7 separate regions of the Mus musculus genome follow, and all the other regions are linked to region 1. Evidence: chromatin contacts called from public HiChIP or PLAC-seq and promoter capture Hi-C data. All regions are on one chromosome and are shown on one strand. The core of a region is the stretch at or near the end of the contact, and the rest is flanking DNA. Distances in the headings are between cores, read along the strand shown. Region 1 holds the start of Arfgef2 (ADP-ribosylation factor guanine nucleotide-exchange factor 2 (brefeldin A-inhibited)). Region 2 overlaps Sulf2 (sulfatase 2). Region 3 holds the start of Sulf2 (sulfatase 2). Region 4 overlaps Sulf2 (sulfatase 2). Region 5 overlaps Gm30320 (a long non-coding RNA gene). Region 6 holds the start of Spata2 (spermatogenesis associated 2). Region 7 overlaps Ncoa3 (nuclear receptor coactivator 3).

Region 1 (2,700 bases), core at 26-2,525:
TGCCTCTGAGTGAAAAGGAAGGAGAAGGGCAGCCCAACCCTTGTGCTGGAAAGTTCAGGGTTGGGAGCAGGGGATGCCAGGTAGGGACTGAGGGATGCTGGGAGAACCTGGAGGCCAGGTCAGCTTTGGTATGTAAAATATGCAACTCAGTCCCTCATCCCAGAGAGGACATTGAGTTCAAGGTCAAGGACAGCCGGCGATACACATCAGGATTGTATCAAAACAACAACAACAAACAAAACAAACAAGTAAAACTCTAGCGACAGAAGGATTACTTCTTACAAACTGGCCCGCCAGGAGCTCTCTCTCCTGTGGCAGCAGGACTGTGTCCAGGGCTGGTGTGGTTTGCTGTCAGAGATACAAATCTGGAAGAGATAGACACCGTGAATATACCTTCCAGCCTACCCTTCTTTCCCCTCCCCTCCTCTCTCTTCTCTCTTCCCTTCTGGCTTCATCCTCAGTCCTGGTTCTTAACTTCCCTGAGCCTCCTTTCCATCCCTGATTTCTCTGCCCTTCCTGGATCCGGCATCTGACCTTCCCTACTCTCTGTCACCTCTCTCATTCCATTCACTTCCTTTTGCCCATCTCTCTTCTCTCGACTATTATTACTCTCACTAATTCTTTTTTTTAAAGATTTATTTATTTATTTATTTATTTATTTATTTATTATGTGTACACTGTAGCTGTCTTCAGACACTCCAGAAGAAGGCATCAGATTTCATTACGGGTGGTTGTGAGCCACCATGTGGTTGCTGGGATTTGAACTCAGGACCTTTGGAAGAGCAGTCGGTGCTCTTAAACACTGAGCTATCTCACCAGCCCTCACTAATTCTTTTTACGATTTTTTTCTTTCCCCTTTACTCCCTCTTTCGCTTTTCTCAGCATATCTAGCGCATGCTCTTAGTCTCTTCCTACCTCCGATCACTTGCATCTTTCCTTCAGGGCTGCCCATGTCTATAGGCTTTGACCTGCATTTTCTTCCCCTTCATAGTCATTGACCATCACTCCCCTACCTGGCCCGGTTATACTACTTAGACACGCCCGGACCAGCACCACTCGCGTAGGCCCCGCCCCAACCGAACAGACCACGCCCCACCACAGGTCTACTGCCCCGCCCACCCGCCCCACCCACAGAACTCCACCCCACTCTGGCTCCGCCTCCCGGCCGGCCCCCCACCCTTGGGGTCACAGGGTCGACCGACGCTCAGCAGACGCAGCGACACCGCCAGTCACGTGGTCACGTGACGCGCTGCAACTTGGCGGCGCCGTGGGGCCGGGGCGTCTCTTCCTGACAGGGCGGCGCGCACGGACGCGGCCGGTGCCGGCCGGGTCGCCGGGCCCTCAGCCTCGCTCTCCTGCTCGCTCGCACCGCCGGCTCGCGGGGTCGCCGGCCCCCGCAGGCCGGGGCCATGCAGGAAAGCCAGACCAAGAGCATGTTCGTGTCCCGGGCCCTGGAGAAGATCCTAGCTGACAAGGAGGTGAAGCGGCCCCAGCACTCCCAGCTGCGTAGGGCCTGCCAGGTGGCGCTCGGTGAGTGAGCCACCCCGGCCTGGCCCGCGCCGGCTTCCCCACGCCGGCCGTTACCCTCCGGGCCTGCTGCCCTCCACTCCTCCCAGCCCGAATCCCACCCTCCCGTCCTCTTCCGCTCGCTGTCCCCGTGGGAGCTGGTGTTGGGGCGGCCGAGACTGGCCCAAGGTCACCTAGCAAGTTGGTGACAGCCACGGCTGGTTTTCCAGCTTCCCTGCCTGGGGCCCTTGCCACGACTCCTTGTCCCGTTTCCTGGTTCCTCCCCTCACCATCTCCAAGTCCTCTGAAGCAGTAGCTCTCGATCTTAAGTTTTTCCTTCAGCGCCACTATGCTGGTTGGGGGCTCTCCCACGGGAGCGATCAGAGCAGGTCAGAGAGCTGCCCGGTTGGTGCCGAGGAACCCCGGAGGCTTGTTTGGGAAATGTCTCACTGGAGAACATTGGGGTTCCCAGGGCGCTTCGCCTGGAAGGGATGTAAGATGATCTATATTTCAGGCATTGGACAGCGTGTACGACTTCTACTCATTTTAGGGCGGGTCCCTAAAATAAAGGTTCTGTAGAGCAAAGATACTTGTCTGATTGCTTCAATGCGGTGTCCTGTGCATTTATGACAGTGCTTCGCACACAGTAGTTGCTCAGTAAATATTTGCTGGTTGAATGGATCCATGGATTGTGGAAAGACAGAAGTCTCTAGCTCCTAACTAGGTAAAAGCTCGGTAGTTGACACCAACATCAGTCTCCTATCTTTAGTTACTTCTCGAGAGCCTGTGTAGCAGGTACTGAGGAGATGTCTATGAAGGAGAAATGGAATCCTTTGTCCCTGTGGATCTTCTTAGGTTCTGATAGAGCAGACAAAACAGTACTAATAAGTACTGCTGTCAGAAAAAAGACTTAAGTGATACAGAGGACCTGAGGTCTGCTTTAGGTTGGATGGTCAGGAAAGTAGTCTTGTCTGAAAGTGTGACATTTGAGCCCAGGTCTGAAAGGTAAGAAATGTCGACTGTGTGGAGGTTCAAGAGGAAAAAAGTTGTGGACGGAGAGCGTCAGGACATTTGACCAGAGCTGTCTCCCTGTGAATTCATCGCCCTGTGCAATCCATGGGATTTGGTTAAAAGGCCTGTTGTCCTAAAAGGTTGAGTAAACAGAAGGGCTGAGTTTCTGTTAGTCACTCTTCT
Region 2 (2,700 bases), core at 128-2,627, 720 kb before region 1:
CCAGAGCCTCCCATGTAACCATGGCAACCACACCCCAGAGGACCCAGAAGATCCGCCATCTCCTCACCTGCCCCAGCTGTTCGCATGCTGTCTGGTACTCAGCTCGCTGACACAGGTCCTTCACGCGCTGGTACTTGGGCAGGAAGTTCTCCTCCTGGGCATTCACTTTGTCACCCTCCCTCTTGTGGAGCAGTTTGCTGAGGGAGATGCGGGGCTGGTTGAACTGGGTGGAGCCCTGGGGCAACTTGTGCTTGCCTAGGCTGCCGGCCCTGCATAGCTCTGTGGAGACCTACTGTGGAGGATGGGTGGCTGGTGGCTTGAGAGCACCTGGGTTTTAATGGGAAGTCTACAGGAGCTGTCTATCCCAGATGGCCTGAGTTAGGATTAAATGAACAGTGATGACATCGTACAGGCTCTGCCAAGTATGTTGAATGGGGACATGTGGCCTCCAGATTCGAATTCTGCATGAGCCACCCAATTGTGACAGGGAATTTGGACACAGCTCTGAGTCACCCAGTCACTAGCACAGCACTATTCAGCCTCCCACAGTCTTGTGACCACTCCTCATGGGGGTCTTCCTGCCCGGCCGGCACTCACCCTCTCTCCACCAGGAAGGAGTCTCGCCAGACCCTCAGCTTCTTTTTCAAGTGGAACCTAGAAAACAAGCAGGTCCAGCATCCTGTCTGCCGGGTTCCCGTGTCCCCAGCCCTGTCCACAGGTTCTCCATACCCTGGGCCAAGTGGCAGTCATTGAGTGACACTGGAAAGGTTTCCACACCCCAGGGACAGGGCTGCTTCTCCAAGATGTGTTCTGAATGCCTCTTTGTGGTTGAAATGGGTACAGTTACATGGGCATTTGCACGTGTGTGTGTGTGTTTGTGTGTGAGTTTTGGAGTCTCTCAGGAGCCCAGTTCTGGGCTAATGAGTGCCTGCAGGGGGTCATTTCTCCTGATCTATGAGATAACCAAGAAGTCAGACTCTTCGTCACAATGGCTATGACTTTTGTGGCCCTATTGATGGGTGGTGGGACTGACCGGGAGTGTGTTCCAGGTGTCCTGGGTGGCTGAAGGAAGCAGCAATGAAATGGGGGAAAAAAAAAAACAAAAAAAAAAAAACAGAAAGGAAGGTGGAAAGGAAGGTGGCTAGAGATGAGGAACCAGAAAGGCAGGAGCGACCCCTTGTGGTCCCCGATTCTCAAGTGTCCTGTGCCCCTACACTCTGCATGTGTCCATTTTAGACCCTTCCAGCCCCCTTCGTTGGAAGATGTACCGACCTTACAGGGCCACCAGCCACCTGTAGATCTCAGGGCTGGGCCCCCTGGGAGGAAAGTCTAGGAGAGGCTCACAGAAAGATCTGTTATCCAGGGGGCAGTTTCACTGTTGACCACAAGGGGTCGCTCCTGCCTTTCTGGTTCCTCATCTCTAGCCACCTTCCTTTCCACCTTCCTTGTTTTGTTTTCCCCATTTCATTGCTGCTTCCTTCAGCCACCCAGGACACCTGGAACACACTCCCGGTCAGTCCCACCACCCATCAATAGGGCCACAAAAGTCATAGCCATTGTGACGAAGAGTCTGACTTCTTGGTTATCCTCTATCTCTCTAGGATTCAGAGAACACAACTTTCCTTTACTGGGTTACTATGAGGGCCAACGTGCTGGAGTGCCCGGGGCACAGCACAGTGCTACTGTTAACTTTGGGCTTTTCATCCTTTTAGCTTTGGAAGGTCCTTAGCTCCAAATGGGAGGATAGAATCCCAGAGAGGGCTGGTCCTTCAATCTCTCATGGGTTAGTGGGGGGCACCTAGATCCTGATTCCAGTGGCCTTCCCAGTTCCCCGTGGTTGAGTTCCCCCTGGCTAGGGAGCCTCCTTCCCTGGGTCTCTCTTGCTCCTTCTCACCGGTTCACTGGCCGCTCTGAGTCCAGTAGTTTGAGAATAGACTTCCCGTCCATGTCTGCAGGGATGTCCAGTCCAGCGATATCCAGTATGGTGGGGGCCAGGTCAATGTTGAGGACAATGTGGGGGTTCCTGGGGAACAGAGAGGGAGTGGAAACTTGGCCACCTGGGTGGCAGCTTAGCTTGGGACAGAGGCATCTGGAGGTGAAGAGGGAGGGACATCTGCAAATGAGAGAGCTTCCATCCTGACACTCTGACCCGTAGGGAGGCCAGTTCCAGCCGGACCGTCCGGTGCTGCACTGTCAAGGTTACATGCCCTAATACTATCCTCCTCTGCCTCTAGGGTTCATGCCCGCCCTCTTGTTGGTTCTTGCTGGCTGGGCACGCACAGTCTGGCCTCTGAGCACCTGTTATACTCGACCCAGAATGATTTTCCTCGAGGCAGCCGTGTGTCGCTTTTAGCTCTTAACAAGGAGTCTGGTGACAAGCCCCATAGGCTTGGGGACCCCACTCCTGGGATCACATTAGGGTGATCCACTCAGTAGCCACCCATGTGAGAGGGGCCCGGCAAAGACTATGAGGGATGGGTTGGCGCTCCAGCTGTTCTGTGGACAGATGTTCAGCGGTCTCACTGGCGGTATCCTCCTGCCTCTCTCCCTTGCTGGCGTGGAAGATGGGCTGTGCAAGTCCCAGTCCTCCCTCTGGATATACCTGACTGGACTTTGACCCCCCCTCCCCCAGCCCCCCAGCTGCTACAGAGATGAGGCGGCCGCGATTGCCAGCCTTTCATTCAACTCTGCCTCCTCTAA
Region 3 (2,700 bases), core at 19-2,518, 650 kb before region 1:
GTCCTGCCCGGACAAGCCACACGTGGTCTGGCTTCTAGCTGGCCCTCTGGATCTAAACCTCAAGGGGTCAACCGGGCCATGCTCCTGCAGCCCGCGGGTCCACGCGCCCTTCCCCGGGAACCACCGGGGCGCGGGAAGTCCTCCCCTAGCCGCCCAGCCTTGCAGACGGGGTCAAATCGGTCAGCCCCACTGAGGCCGGCCGGTACCTAAACCTCCGGGTAACACCCTCCCTGAGCCGGGCAGCGGGGACCGGCTGGGCTCACCTGAACCGTGCTCGCCCTGGAATCTGTGATCCGGGCCCGGCCCCGCGCCCCACTCACCGCGCGGCCCCCGCGGCCTCACCGCGTCTCTGCCGCAGCCGGGCCGGGCCGCGGGGCGTAGGGGACTCTGCCTTGCCGCTGCTCCAGCCGCCTCCGCGGCATCCCGGCTTCTGCTTCGCCCCGCCCGCCCCGGCCTCCGCGCGCGCCAGGACCCAGGACCCAGCCGCCTCCCGCCCCGCCGGGGACCCGGCGATTCAGCCATCGCTCCTCACCTCCGCCGCCGCGGCCGCCCCGCGCCCCGGCCCGAAGTCCCGGCGGCTCCCGGCCTGCTGCCTGCCGAGCCGGTGGCCGGCCGCGCTCCCGCCGCCGAGCGCGCACCCTCGCGGGCCCGGGGCGCACTCACCCGCACCCGCTCCCGCTCGCCCTGGGCGCGGAGTTGAGGCTGATGTGCGCTGAGCAGGGAGCTGCCGGCGAGCCGGGACCGCGCGTGCGTGTGTGCGCGCGTGTGTGCCACTCGGACCGGGGGCGCATCTCTTAGTCCACCAGACACCGGCGCGAAGTCGCGAGGGCCATGGATCAGGCCCCCGGGCTGGCGCGCAGAGAATCCAGCCTCTTTCCGCTTTTTCGTCCTCCTCCCTCCCAGCAGCGAGGAGCCAAGTGTTCCCTGAGGCGTGCGACAGCCCCGGCCCGGCGCTGCCCCTCGTAATGACACGTTAATAAATGTTTTCTTTTATCCGCTTTCACAGGGGCTCGCCCTGGTTTGCAAACACCCGGCAGCCTTAGCTGAAAGCCCCGCGCTCGCCTCTAAACACACACGCACACACTTGCCATTGGAGACGCCGGCTCGGGCCGATCCCCAAGCTAGATCGCGGGAGGAACTGCCCACGCGCCTGGGACCTTCCCACGCGTCTCCGAAGCTCTCTGAGAAATTAAGTTGAGCTCAAGCGAAAGCAGAAGCGTTGCCCAGACATGGGCCGGGAATGGGAAAGAAAGGGGAGGCCGGTTCCCTTGGTAAAGGGAGAACTCTGACTCCAGGTGGTGCTGTCTGCGCGGTTTCTGCCGTCCCCGAAGCCACCAGAGGCTTGAGGGGGCCCTGGCTGCCAAGGGTGGGTGAAGAGCCTCACAGAGCCCACCAGTAGCTTCAGAAAGTACAGCTGATGTGCTAGGGGGTTATCGACCCTGCGGTGGAACGGGGCGGGCCTCGGATGGAAACGTAACCCCTGAAAGTCTTCCAAGATGTTCATCCATTTATAGATACTGAAATCAAGACAGAGCCGTTAAGTTATTGGCCCAAGGTCAGATAGTTGGATCAGGATCTGAACCCAAGAAGCTGAGCTCCGGAGTTGTATCTGACCCCCCAGGCTGCGCTTATTTTCAAGATCCTCCTTCCCCTGGTGGGATTTTTCTAGTTTTCTGATGGATAGCGTTTGTCAAATTCACGTAGTAAAAATAACAGGGCACCGATGGAGATGCACTAAAATCACGTCCTCGCTGTTTATCTAAAATTCAAGCGGGTTGTCTGGACTGCGTGGGGGGCTCTCGACTCCGCCCATACAGTCGTTGTACTAACCCTGAACTTGCTTTCCTAAGCCGGGGGCAAGCCCCACCTTTGGCTAGTGTAGAGTCCTGGCTGGATACAGGATGTTAGGCGTGAGTATTCGCTTTCATGAACCCCCCCCCCCACCCTCCACCCCACCCCCAGGCATTCCAGTCTCAGTGCTGCATGAGAAGGGGCTGGGCCCCTGCAGCGCTGTTCATTGGATGCTTGGGGCAGAGGGCTCCCATCCTTGAGATTCTGAGAACTTCATTAGAAAGCACAAACACACAAACAAACATCAAATGTACAGTGCTGGTGCACGCCTGCAATCCCAGCTCTTGGGAGGCAAAGGCAGGAAAATAAAAAATTCAAGGTCACCCTTATCTACACACAGGGTGATTAAGACCAGTTGGAGGTCCAGGAGACCCTATTAAAACAAAACAAAACAAAACAAAACAAAACAAAAGGAAAAAAATCTCAGAAAATAAACCAATAAAACAGATAGAAAAGCAGGTGTAATCAGTTTCAACATCCCAGACATTTAATTGAATAATTAAATTGATTAATTTATATATCCTTATAGGGTCAACTCAGACAGTATTCTCGTGGCCCACATCTGTGATGCCTGCACTGGGAAGGCTGAGGCAGGAGGATCACCCAAAGTCAAACTTTCTATATAGTGATACTGTCTCAGAAGCACACGAAGCAACAACAATGTATACACTTGATCTTTTTGTATCCTTCTCTTTTTCTGCAACAGGTAACTTTACATGCTATACCCATCCTGGCTTGGGGTTCTCCTCCCAGGAAGAACAGCAGGTTCTGTGGCCAAATGGAGAGCTTTGCACCTGGTCATCACATGAAGTGTACATTCATAGTTTTTGGAGAACATGTATGCTCAGA
Region 4 (2,700 bases), core at 186-2,685, 670 kb before region 1:
CCTTCCATGACCCTCCCACCCCCTATGGGCTCTCCTCATCTACCCAAGACAGCCAAGAAGACAGACTCACCGTCCCCATAGGCACCCAGAGAGGACTACAGGGAGCACCTGAACCTTGCCCTCCTGACTGCCTGGTGTCTCTCCTGGCCCCAACTCTGTCCCCCAACTTCTTCAATCCAACGCCACAGTCCCCATTCCTGTCACCTTCCTATCCCTTTCCTTGCTTAACCCACTCTTTTCTGTTGTTTTGGGGACAAGCTCTCAGTGTGGCCTTGAACTTGCCATGTAGCCGGGAATGACCTCACCTCCACTATTGGGTACTGAGATTACAGGGGTGCACCACCATGGCTTATGCTATGCCAGGGATCAAACTCAGGGTAGGCACAAGCTAGGCAAGCCCACAACTGGGCGTCACCTTAATCCACGACATCTTCAGACACATTTTAAATGGCAGGTGAGGTAACAATGCCATCACAGCGCTCCGGAAGCTGAGACAGGAGACTTACAAGCTTGAAGCCTGTCGGAGTCACAGCATCTACCACCACGATAAATAAACAAACAAATACACACTCTGAATTGGGAACCTCTTTTCCCCAGTGTGAGGGTGTAGAGTGGCTCCCATGGAGCTAAAGAAAGCTGGCGGCCTCCCTGTGCACTGCAGGAGGGCCCTTTCAAACACTGTTCTCCTGAGTGAGGATACCAGCCGATGCCAGAAACCAATGCACACTGCCACCCAGTCTGGAGGGAACAGGAGGCTCGCATGAACAGAGAGATTCCCTCACCATGGTGCTGGCCCCTGAACTACTCCAAATTAGGGTCATCCCCCCAAAAGTACACTTATCAAGAGGCCAAGGGCCCCTCCAGAAGCACCAATGTAGATACACTGAATGTCCCAGAAGTAGAAGTAAGACAGTCCCGAGGGAATTCCCACAGGCTGCTCCTCAGGGCCTCCAGTGGCAGCTTTGCAGCCAGGACTCATGTAAGCAAACACTCCTGCGATCCCAGCTTGTAAGGCCCTGGGTGACTCTCCCTCTGAGCACTTCACAGCTATCAGCCCATCTAAAGCGCAGAACTGCCTAGTGATGACGTCATGCCCACTCGGATCGCTAAAATCACTTTCCCAGGACTGTAGGTTCTGGGCAGGCAAGGTTCAGACCCAGACTGGATTTGGCTGGCACGATGGAAGCCCATAAGCAGGTCTATAAGCTGGTTCTTAAGAGGCTTCCATTCTAGCCGCAGTCTTTCCTGCCCCAAAAGGCAGCAGGTGGGCAGGTACCCTCCCGGAACCTCTTTAGCTATCACAGTGATAGGGATGGGGGTGGGGCAGAGGCAGATGTCATCTGCTGGGCTCCAATCCCAGCCCTGGCTCTGCATGCTGGTCTCAAGGAGCCCTTCCTGCCCCGGATAGAGGCTGAGTTCCGCAACGCAGAGCTGTGGCATGAGAGGGGCTAATTATCTGTCAGCCCGAGCTATCCGTGGGTCGATTTTTGATGAGTCCCCCCCAAGCCCCACCCTGATGACTTCTGGCTCTGTGCCAGCTTCTCTCTGGACACAGAAGAAATCAATTAACAACGACAGGAGACATTCTGCTTTCTCCTTCTTGGTAAGAAGATTCAAAATCGTTGCACAGAATGCCTCTGGACCGGGTGCTGTCTGTCTCAGAGCATCCTATCCACCACTGTGCACACCGCCTCCCTCATCAGCTCATTTCAAAGCCTGTCTAGCCCTTTCTCTTCTCACTGGACTTGGCAAAGGCTCCCCACAGCCTTGCAAAGTATCTCTGGAGACACCTAAAGTCCCAAGAGTGTGAAGACACCGCTACACTTCTGCATCTATGTGCCACTCTACGTGGGGGCAGGTCTTGGTGTGGCTGGAGATTCCTGGCCCACGGAGTTAGCTATGGGGAATCCTCAGGGTCTCATTCAGGATACCTGGAATGGCTGTTTTCCTCTGGGGGTCTCCAAGTCCCACAAGAAGGGTAGAGAGTACAGGAAGGACCATGCAGCTGACGGGGTCGGAGCCGAGGAAGGACTAGTCTGGGGTACACAGAGATACCATGAGCTGCGAGCAGAGTCCTGCCACAGACTGGGACCACCTGGATATGAAGTAAGGTATTTGGTGGCAGGAGTGTCCCCCCCACCCCCCCAGGATGGGTGACACAACCCCTAGTGGGTTCCACTTCTCTCACCAAGCAGCCAGAATTCCACTAAAGAAAAACCAAGGCCTGTTCTTACTGAAAAGCCTCCAAGGGTCTACCCCACCCAGGGTAAAACCACAGAGTCCCCAAAGGGCACAAAGACAAGACCCTTCACAATCTCACCCTAGACTCAACCCTTCTTTGCATTCTCTCTCTGTATATGCCTGGAATGTCTCCACCCCAGGACCTTTGCACTGGCCACTCATTGGGATATCTTCCCAGCCCCTTCCACCCAGACTTTGCTCACATCTCAGCTTTGCACAATGAGATTGAAGCACTGGCCACCTCAGCCACTTGTTAGTCTACCTGCCAATCTCCCTGCCAGAATGTCACCTCCCGGAAGGCACAGATCTCTGTCAGTGAGTTTTCTCCCTTCCTGTGTCCCCAACACCAGTGGGTGCTCAGGTTTGTTCCTGATGTAGCATAGAATATTCTCCCATCTGTCTCCTAGTAACAGCCCTCCACTGTGCCCAGAGGCCACTTGTGGCTCAGTGTGGCTGCAG
Region 5 (2,700 bases), core at 89-2,588, 620 kb before region 1:
GAACTCTTGGTCCTGATGTCTGCACCTCTCTAGTGCTGGGTGACAGGTGTGTGCCACCATGCTGGGCTTTTGCTGAGGGAGGTTTTGCAAAAGTCAGGCAAGCGCTCTACCAGCCGAGCTACACACATATTTCCTAATGGCTATGTGTAGCTGCTTCCCTCTGGGTTTATGCAGAGCCGAAATGAAATTTCAGAAGAGTGGATTTATGCCTGAAGTCCTATTATAACAGAAGAAATCTGAGCTTTTGGTTCCCTTGGAGGCCAGCTGTCAGGGATGCAGAGTGCAGAGGTCAAGAGAGGCCTGCCTGAGAAGATGTTGCCCAGAGCAACAACCTGGGGGAGGGGAGTGGGAGGGATTGGCCTAGACTCTGTCTTTGGAGGCCTGGTCAAGGCAAGAAACCAGGAGCTGAGCCATTCAGGACTGAAGTTGATACCCTTAGGGGGGCTGGTGGCTCACTTTCGGAAAATTACTTTCCTGTCTTTGGTCAAAATAGCACTGTGGGCAGCAAGTATTGTGTATAAGACAGATAATAAAAGCTCCCAGCTTATAGGATGGGTGTGTACACCCCAGCCTGCCCTGGGAGAAATCACATCACAGCAAACAGAGACCATCAGACTCTCCAAGGGATGGGCCCATCCTCCTTCCTAACACACAGAAGCAGGGCTTCTAGAAGCCATTTGCCCGTCCCAGCTGTTTTGAGTATTCCTCGCACCCGTTTTTTTATGAGTCTTTGAGAGGGGGACCTGCCTGTGTTGGCAGGTTTCAATTTCATCTCGAGTCTACTCTGCCTGGTAACAGAAGCCCCAAAGCACAGGAAAGCGACCACAGGCATCTGGAAAAGATTGACTTCTGTGTTTTTAATCACCAGAAGAAAACCCAGCCAGGGAGTTAGCCAGTTGAACTGAGAGTTTGAGGGCTAAGGCCAGCAGCAGCAAGGGAGAGAAGTCTCATGGGGCCCAGAGACAGTTTTCCCCAGAGAACTCCAGAGGCAGGCCCTGGAGGAGCAGCCAGGCTGGAAGCACAGGACAGGGCCAGTTTTGAAAGTTTGTTTGTGCCTATCCCATTCTCTTTCCTCTCTGAGTTTTTACCTTGGTGGTGGAAAAAGTGTTGTGATTTCTAAAGACAACTTCTTCCTCATCTTCCCCTGTGAACTGCCGAGCAAAGGATTAATTTAGATTTCTGCCATGCCGGGGCCTCTCTCATTAAATGAATCCCATTGTCTCGTGGAAGCCCAGGCAAGTCAGCTTAATGACGCCTCGCTCCCTCCAGTCCTGAGCAAACGTCCCGGGTGCTTTCTGGCTCTCTCTGCCATAGTTTCCTTGGCAGCTTTCCAGTTTCCATTCTGTTGCTCCATGCTCCAAACTCCTCCCCCACCGGCCCCACCCACACTATAGTCTGCACCCCTTTCTGATGCCTCGTGGGGTGTGCTTACCCCATTTCTATGGTTTCTGTTTCTACTGACAGTGTGACTGTACACAGCCAGGCTGTTTGGAGTTCTCAGAAGACATGGAGTCGGGTTCCTCGTGTCCCTGACAACAGTTCATGTTTGCTGGGATAGGATGTGTTGGTTGCAGGGAAAGGCAGACATTCTTATGCCCATAGTCGGAATAAAGGGCACACAAACACTTGTTCCTTCTAAAGGAACAAGCAAGAAAGAGTCCCAAAAAGTCCTTTCACTTCTCCATATGGGCCTGGATGAGGAAGTGGTCAGAGGCAAAGATTTCACATCCTTTAGCAGTCTGGAAGATTGAAAAGACAGAAGCTGGTCTGACATTGAACAGAAATCTCCATAAAACAATCTCTGCAGGGTGGATCTCATTGCATCTCAGACTGTGGCTGGGTGCTTCATGGACATATGACCTTCTGGGCTGAGACAGACAGAGCTCATGGAAACTTGGGCTAATTGGTTAGGATCCCCCCTTCTCTTGGACTGGTGCTCAGGCTGGAAAATGGGACCATTCTGAAGGCTTGTTGAGGGCAGAGAGTGGGCATGCCTCAGGGTGGGGATGCCGAAGGAAGGTAATGGGAGCTGGGCTGTAGATCGTGCCCTGAATATTTCTAGACACATAGGAGTGTGAAGCGGGTGTGGGCTTTGTAGCAGTCAGCTTTGGCTGTGTAACAAAGTCCCCCATCCTTCCAATGTTCATGGCTCACACAAGCCTTTGTTGCCTCCAGTTTCTAAGGGTTGGATTCGGGCACTTCCTGAATGGTTTGGGGGCTCCAGATCCATTGCGGGCTAGCAGCAGGGAGCAGCTGCAGGCCTTGAGGGTGTTCTTGTAAGTGCCATGGAAGGACAGACTCTGGGCTTGCTCACGTGGCCACTGGCCCCACATTCCCTTCCTAACCAAACATCCCCACCCCTGTACATCAAATCTGCGTTGTGTGGGAAGGGACATGGAGTCGAAGGGACAGGGATCAAGAAAGGCTGGCTGCTATCAATTTTATTTAAAAGGTCCTTAGAGGGGCTGAGGAGGCGGTTAAGCTTAAGGACTTGAGTTCCAGAGCCCACATAAGAAAGCTGGGTGTGGTGGCATGCGTGGGTAGCCCCAGTGCGGGAGGTGTGGACAGGAGGCTCGCTGGCCAACCAGTCTTGCCTAATTGGTGAGCTCCAGGCCGAAGAGAGACCTGTCTCAAAGGAGGTGGGCTGCATTTCTGTGACGGACACCTGGAAGGACAGGGAATGTGAAGAGATGAATCTGA
Region 6 (2,700 bases), core at 182-2,681, 690 kb after region 1:
CCTGGTTACTGGAGAGCAAGACAGCCCAGAGACAGAAGCTGTTAATTTCTCCAAGCAACCCAATGACTGGAATGCCAAGCCATACCAGGCTGGCAGGGGGAAAAAAATAAAGCTCTGTGAATATCCGGAACACATAAGCAGAAGGATGCTTAGTGCCATCGGCTCTGGGTGGCACCTCCTGCACTTATCTGGGCCCCTTTGTAAAGCAATTCAGTGAAGACGAGGCTGGCGCACAGTCGCCAGGACCCAGTGTGGAAAGCTGAACGCATTTAAAATTCAGCTAAACAGAACCAAAATAATCCGGGAAGGAGAGCAATGGTTCACCTTTATCTTTGCTGGCCCACTCAAGAAAAATAAGCCCCGTGGCAACGCTGAAATGCATTCCCTCTCTATACTGGCACATGCTATTTGGGTCCCAGTTCTCCAACTACATGTTTACACATCCCTGATCCAGCTTCAGTCTCCACACAGGATCAGGGATGTGGCTCTACCACCGTTCCCTCCTCCCAACCTCTATGCATTCATTCTAAGCAAGAGGCTCCCAGATCCACCCCTGGCATCTCCTACTGGCTGTAAAACAATACAAGGGCCCTACACCCCTACTAGCCTACAGAAACACTGCCACCGGGGCCTTCCAAAGCTCTGAAAACAACCTTGGCTGTGCTGGAGCCTGGCTTCCCTCCCCGGAGAGCCTCTCTCGGTTCTGAAGGGAGCCAAGTCCCCTCTCTACAGGGAATGTAAACCTGTGGCGGCTACTCCAAGCTCTGCGAGCCGTCTTCCTCTGACCGACATGGCAGCGGGGAAAACGCCCAAGCTCAAAGGAAGGAGTTCCCACTGGTGGTGTCTTTTGTCGGTGGTGCTGGGGACTAGGGTCAGAACCCAGGGCATCGCACAAACTGGGCAAGCTCTCGCAAACGCCCCTCCGTCTGTCACTGAAATACCGGGACCTGTCATAACATCGCTGCTGCACCCCGACACCGTGCAACACCCGGGTCCTCTTTCCACGCCCACCGCGGGCCCGGAAGGCCGCCGCGTCCCTCCTCCATAGACCGGGAGACCAAGGATCCCGAAGCAGAGCGACTCAGCCAAGGTCACTCGGTAAATCCAAAGCTAGATCAGCCTCCCCTCCCTACTGAGAGCCATAGCGCGGTGCCTGCCCCCGGGGGCGCCGGGGGCGCCGGGGGCGCGTGTGCCATCACCGGGGAGCCAGTGCTGCGACCAGCCGCCCGGAGCCGCCGCGGCCGCGGGACAGAGCCGAGGGCCTGGCCGGTGACAGCGCGCGCAGGGGTCCACCCTCCTGCCCCACCCGCACTCACCCACCGCTGCCTGCCAGGAAAGCGAGCGCCTCCAAAGCACAGGCCCACACGGCCCGGCCGCTCCCGCCGGCTCCGGGAACCGAGAACAGTACCGGGGGCAAAAGCAGCCCGGAAGTATTTGTTCCGGAAGTGACGCACGAAGGCGGGCCCTGAGGAAGGCTGGATCGCGGCTGCGCGCTGGGCCCAGGCGTGAGCGGCGGAAGCCTGTGGCGAGCTGGTGTACGCGAGGAACGGAGAGGCGGCGGCAGTAGGCGGAGGGCAAGCGCTTCTCCGTAGAACCGGACCTCACTCCTAGGGACCGCGGGGAGGCACGAGCGGAACCCGGAAGCAAATTAACTGGAAGTGACGCGCGGAGCTTCACCGACGCTGGCTGGCCGGGTTGTCATGGAAACAGGTTGCTGAGCGAGCGGGGAGATTGGTTTTTGTTTTCTTGGGGTTTTTTTTCACCTCATCAACTTCCCCTTGGTCAGGACAGTGCTGGAGAGCCCGGACTGACAGGAAGACCTGCGATCCCATTTCAATGAAGGAACGACGGAGGTCATGCGAGACTGGAGAGGGCCTTGGGTGTTACTGCTGGCTATGGAGGTTAAGGATGCCGGTGGGGTGGGGTGGCGGGGTCAAAAAGGCTTAGGAGAGGGCTCTGCAGTTTGCACTTGTTGCTTGCAGAGTACCTGGGTTCCGTTCCCAGCACCCACGTGGCGGGTTACAACCATCCATTAACACCAGTACCAGCGGATCTGACCTCTCACCTCCACGGTTATCTGGCATGTACGTGATGCACATAGGTAGATTCAGGCAACATGCTCATATAGGTAAAAGGAAATTGCTACATAGGGAAACTCTTTCTCAAGTAATAACTGGGCATTATTATTATTAATGGAAATAGTAGATTCCTATTAATTCATAGACGACCTCACTGTGTGGTTCTGTAATCCTAACTATTTGGAAAGCTGAGTCAGGAGGAGTGTGAGTTTAAAGCTAGGGTGAGTAACTTATCGAGCTCCTCCCTCAAAAAAATAAATAAATAAATAAAAGGTTGGAGCTGCAGCCCAGTCCTAGAACCCTTGTCTAGATTGTGTGTATTTCCTGGGTTCCATTCCAAACAAGGAAAAAAAGAGGGTGGGGAGACACCCAGTGTGGACTTAACTGGCTACTAGCAGTGTGTCCTTGATCTTGCCACTTAGTCTCTGACCTGCATCATAATACCTGCTAAAAGCAATAGCAACAACAACAATAATAATACCAGCTCCCTGGTGAGATGTAGCCAGAATGAATTACATAGAAACTGCTAGCCAGGCAGTGGTGGTGCATGCCTTTAATCCCAGCACTTGGGAGGCAGAGGCAGGCAGATCTCTGAGTTCGAGGCCAGCCTGGTCTACAGAGT
Region 7 (2,700 bases), core at 174-2,673, 740 kb before region 1:
CCACTATATAGAGTTATTTATTATTAAACATTAAAATAATACACTGGTTTTCTTTTGTTTTTTTTTTTTTAAAGATTTATTTATTTATTATATCTAAGTACACTGTAGCTGTCCTCAGACACTCCAGAAGAGGGAGTCAGATTTCGTTACGGATGGTTGTGAGCCACCATGTGGTTGCTGGGATTTGAGCTCCTGACCTTTGGAAGAGCAGTCGGGCGCTCTTACCCACTGAGCCATCTCACCAGCCCTACACTGGTTTTCTTTTGATGTTTGAAAACCAGAGAATCTAATTACCTACATTCATTACTACATTTCAACCAAATCACCATTCATTTTCTCCCATCCTTTTGAGACTTGGTTGTCCCATTCTACAGACATGAGTTCTGAACTACACAGGAGTACACAAGACACAGTGCAGATGCAGCTTCAGGCATCTGGGTTCTGAGCCACCACCGGTCACATGTACTGATTTACATTTTTTCCCTTGTTTGCAGCATTTGCTTTTGGTTGCTTTCTCAGGTGTAGCTAACCATTCCTTTGTGTTTGATGTTTAAGGGACAAGCTTTGGAGTCCAAACAGGATGTTTTCCAAGGCCAAGAAGCAGCAGTAATGATGGATCAGAAGGCTGCACTATATGGACAGACATACCCAGCTCAGGGTCCTCCCCTTCAAGGAGGCTTTAACCTTCAGGGACAGTCACCATCGTTTAACTCTATGATGGGTCAGATTAGCCAGCAAGGCAGCTTTCCTCTGCAAGGCATGCATCCTAGAGCCGGCCTCGTGAGACCAAGGACCAACACCCCGAAGCAGCTGAGAATGCAGCTTCAGCAGAGGCTACAGGGCCAGCAGGTAAGACCGGGCTGTCAGGGGCTCTTAGGCTGTGCTCTCCGTGGCCCTTGCCACCGGCTCTCCACTCTTTGCTAACTAAAGGAATCCCTTTTGCTTTCACTTCTCTGTAAGATTTTGTTTATGCAGACAGTTCCTTGATAAGGAGTGTGTATTAAACTTGGGTATCTTTCTATATGTATATTCTTTGCTATAACATTAGCAGTGGCAAAATGGCTCAGTGGGTAAATGTACTTTCCAAGCAAGCCAGGCAAGCCAGTTTAATTCTTAGAGCCTTGCTTAGTGCATGCTGTTAATCCTAGCACTTGAGAGGCAGAAAGAAGCACAGGTCTCTGTGAGTTCCATGGGTCAGCCTGGTCTACAGAGTGAGTTCCAGGCCAGTTAGGACAGCACAGTGAGCTGTTTGACACAGGACAGGACAGCAGGAGGAGCAGTGTGTCTTGATGGCCCTTGGAAGGCATTTCCTCAGCTTTTTGTTTTAAAGACAAGATCTTGATGATTGTCTAGGGGACTTGTAACCACTTCTGTCTCAACCTCTCCTGCCGGGATTGCAGGCATGCAATGCGTTAAGCACCCCTGTTGACTCAGTATTTTAATGGAAATCACTTCTTGATGCACTTTGGGGCCGGAGGCATGCTCAGTGGTTAAGAACACTTGTTGCTCTTGCAGAGGACCCGTGTTCAGTTCCTGGCACCTACTGTGGGCAACTGACTGTCTAACCTCAGTTCTAGGGAATCCACACCCTCCTCTTTCCTTAATCTGCAGTTGCTTTAAAGCATATTTGTATGGTTGCACGGGCTGGTGAGTGCTTGTTACCAGGTGGCAGTGAGTCACCTGAGTAGGAGAGCCCAGGAAGCCAGAGCCAGGCTATGGCAGCCCCTGCAGCAGGCTCAGAACTGGGGAAGCTCTGTGCCTGTGCGCATGGTACTATTTTATAGCTTAGTCCTCCTTTCTATTAAGTGCTCACTAGTGTCTGATCAAGTCAGAGTAATTTTGATTGTCTGAGCAACAGTCCCTGGAGAAACTTGACACTGCATTCCTGCTGCAGTTGTTTAAGCCTCACACCGAGGCAGGGAATCGGCGCCAATGTCGCTGTCCAGGAACTCTGTCCTGCGAACTTTTTTTCTATTTTTTTTTTTTTTTTAAGGTTTCTTGTATTTTTAATAGTGTCTGTGCAGTTCGTGTTTGCGCGCGCACGCACGCACGCACGCACGCACGCATGCACGCCTGCAGAGGCCAGAGGTGTGAGGTGCACTAGAACTGGGGCAGTGGTGACTGAGCCACCATGTAGGTGCTGGGAAAGGAATCTGGTCCAGTGGATGGACTGTGCACGCTCTCAGCTGTAGAGCTGTCTTCCTTCTGCAGGATGTAAACGACGACGAACCAATTCAGTTTAAATGTGGCTCCCTAGCTTGGTGGGTCTGGAGAGATCTCACTGGGTGGGGGTAGTGTATAAAGCTGATTGGGGCTCACTAACACGCTCCACTTGACCTACTAACCCAACTCTGTTCAGTTTTTAAATCAGAGCCGGCAGGCACTTGAAATGAAAATGGAGAACCCTGCTGGCACTGCTGTGATGAGGCCCATGATGCCCCAGGTACGTTCCCTGCAGAGAAGGGGCCAGTCCAGGCGGGACCCACGCCCGGCCTGGCCTTAGCTATGCCTGTTAAATAATTCTGAAGTTTTTGTAAGAATTGGTTGTCACACTGTCTCTCTCTCTATATATATATATGTATGTATATATATGTGTGTGTGTGTGTGTATATATATATATATATATATATATATATATATATTAATGTTTATGAGTGTGTTATCTGCATGGATGTCTGTATCATGTGGAGGCCAGAAAAG

What was found. Promoter capture Hi-C pulls out the DNA fragments that hold promoters and counts their contacts. HiChIP or PLAC-seq counts read pairs in DNA pulled down with a chosen protein or histone mark.
Region 2: an H3K4me3 HiChIP or PLAC-seq map of bone marrow-derived macrophages shows a contact between it and region 1, with 5 times the contacts expected there. The contact joins the enhancer-like site here to the promoter of Arfgef2 in region 1. A contact is called at or near these places in 3 of 39 promoter capture datasets (the C10 cell line, embryonic stem cells and neural stem cells), 6 of 484 Hi-C or Micro-C datasets (the CH12 cell line, the P5424 cell line, bone marrow-derived macrophages and 3 more), 18 of 115 datasets of contacts at active chromatin or transcription factors (bone marrow-derived macrophages, cardiomyocytes, craniofacial prominence and 12 more) and 4 of 9 other capture datasets (adipose tissue, liver, macrophages and 1 more).
Region 3: a contact with region 1 is called in a promoter capture Hi-C map of embryonic stem cells, with 2.8 times the contacts expected there. The contact joins the promoter of Sulf2 here to the promoter of Arfgef2 in region 1. A contact is called at or near these places in 7 of 39 promoter capture datasets (the 3T3-L1 cell line, embryonic stem cells, hippocampal neurons and 2 more), 1 of 484 Hi-C or Micro-C datasets (bone marrow-derived macrophages), 17 of 115 datasets of contacts at active chromatin or transcription factors (bone marrow-derived macrophages, cardiomyocytes, embryonic basal ganglia and 5 more) and 3 of 9 other capture datasets (adipose tissue, liver and macrophages).
Region 4: an H3K4me3 HiChIP or PLAC-seq map of stem cell-derived neural progenitor cells shows a contact between it and region 1, with 4 times the contacts expected there. The contact joins the enhancer-like site here to the promoter of Arfgef2 in region 1. A contact is called at or near these places in 4 of 39 promoter capture datasets (embryonic stem cells, hippocampal neurons, liver and 1 more), 9 of 115 datasets of contacts at active chromatin or transcription factors (bone marrow-derived macrophages, cardiomyocytes, embryonic basal ganglia and 5 more) and 4 of 9 other capture datasets (adipose tissue, embryonic stem cells, liver and 1 more).
Region 5: an H3K4me3 HiChIP or PLAC-seq map of stem cell-derived neural progenitor cells shows a contact between it and region 1, with 15 read pairs. The contact joins the enhancer-like site here to the promoter of Arfgef2 in region 1. A contact is called at or near these places in 8 of 39 promoter capture datasets (the 3T3-L1 cell line, cranial neural crest, embryonic stem cells and 4 more), 5 of 115 datasets of contacts at active chromatin or transcription factors (bone marrow-derived macrophages, embryonic forebrain, embryonic stem cells and 1 more) and 3 of 9 other capture datasets (liver, macrophages and pancreatic islet).
Region 6: a FOXA1 HiChIP or PLAC-seq map of pancreatic cancer cells shows a contact between it and region 1. The contact joins the promoter of Spata2 here to the promoter of Arfgef2 in region 1. A contact is called at or near these places in 2 of 39 promoter capture datasets (liver and pre-B cells) and 1 of 115 datasets of contacts at active chromatin or transcription factors (pancreatic cancer cells).
Region 7: an H3K27ac HiChIP or PLAC-seq map of embryonic stem cells shows a contact between it and region 1, with 5 times the contacts expected there. The contact joins the enhancer-like site here to the promoter of Arfgef2 in region 1. A contact is called at or near these places in 12 of 39 promoter capture datasets (the 3T3-L1 cell line, 3T3-L1-derived adipocytes, the C10 cell line and 7 more), 1 of 484 Hi-C or Micro-C datasets (the CH12 cell line), 11 of 115 datasets of contacts at active chromatin or transcription factors (bone marrow-derived macrophages, craniofacial prominence, embryonic basal ganglia and 7 more) and 5 of 9 other capture datasets (adipose tissue, embryonic stem cells, liver and 2 more).

The regions. Positions count from the first base shown.
Region 1 is chr2:166,804,306-166,807,005 of GRCm38.p6, forward strand. Arfgef2 (ADP-ribosylation factor guanine nucleotide-exchange factor 2 (brefeldin A-inhibited)) reads left to right here and starts at 1,276. Exons shown (of 39, transcript NM_001085495.2): 1 at 1,276-1,530. The coding sequence starts at 1,410.
Region 2 is chr2:166,083,789-166,086,488 of GRCm38.p6, forward strand. It overlaps Sulf2 (sulfatase 2), which reads right to left. Exons shown (of 21, transcript NM_028072.5): 8 at 1,895-2,023; 9 at 598-654; 10 at 68-197. Among named protein-coding and RNA genes, the nearest start is that of Gm52534, 35 kb to the right of the region's middle. Within about 2 kb of position 1,378, at least 21 of the 459 cell types and tissues checked have an H3K27ac peak or open chromatin away from gene starts, as enhancers often do. A contact at or near this core is called in adipose tissue, bone marrow-derived macrophages and neural stem cells, where this site is marked.
Region 3 is chr2:166,154,415-166,157,114 of GRCm38.p6, forward strand. It overlaps Sulf2 (sulfatase 2), which reads right to left and starts at 1,269. Exons shown (of 21, transcript NM_028072.5): 1 at 1,089-1,269.
Region 4 is chr2:166,134,881-166,137,580 of GRCm38.p6, forward strand. The region is part of intron 1 of Sulf2 (sulfatase 2); the gene reads right to left. Among named protein-coding and RNA genes, the nearest start is that of Gm52534, 16 kb to the left of the region's middle. Within about 2 kb of position 1,436, at least 35 of the 459 cell types and tissues checked have an H3K27ac peak or open chromatin away from gene starts, as enhancers often do. A contact at or near this core is called in forebrain and stem cell-derived neural progenitor cells, where this site is marked.
Region 5 is chr2:166,179,588-166,182,287 of GRCm38.p6, forward strand. The region is part of intron 3 of Gm30320 (a long non-coding RNA gene); the gene reads left to right. Among named protein-coding and RNA genes, the nearest start is that of Gm30536, 13 kb to the right of the region's middle. Within about 2 kb of position 1,339, at least 165 of the 459 cell types and tissues checked have an H3K27ac peak or open chromatin away from gene starts, as enhancers often do. A contact at or near this core is called in bone marrow-derived macrophages, embryonic forebrain, macrophages and 1 more, where this site is marked.
Region 6 is chr2:167,491,443-167,494,142 of GRCm38.p6, forward strand. It overlaps Spata2 (spermatogenesis associated 2), which reads right to left and starts at 1,432. Exons shown (of 3, transcript NM_170756.2): 1 at 1,317-1,432. It also overlaps a transcript of Rnf114 not described here.
Region 7 is chr2:166,065,203-166,067,902 of GRCm38.p6, forward strand. It overlaps Ncoa3 (nuclear receptor coactivator 3), which reads left to right. Exons shown (of 23, transcript NM_008679.3): 18 at 556-849; 19 at 2,360-2,443. Among named protein-coding and RNA genes, the nearest start is that of Gm52534, 54 kb to the right of the region's middle. Within about 2 kb of position 1,424, at least 5 of the 459 cell types and tissues checked have an H3K27ac peak or open chromatin away from gene starts, as enhancers often do. A contact at or near this core is called in embryonic stem cells, where this site is marked.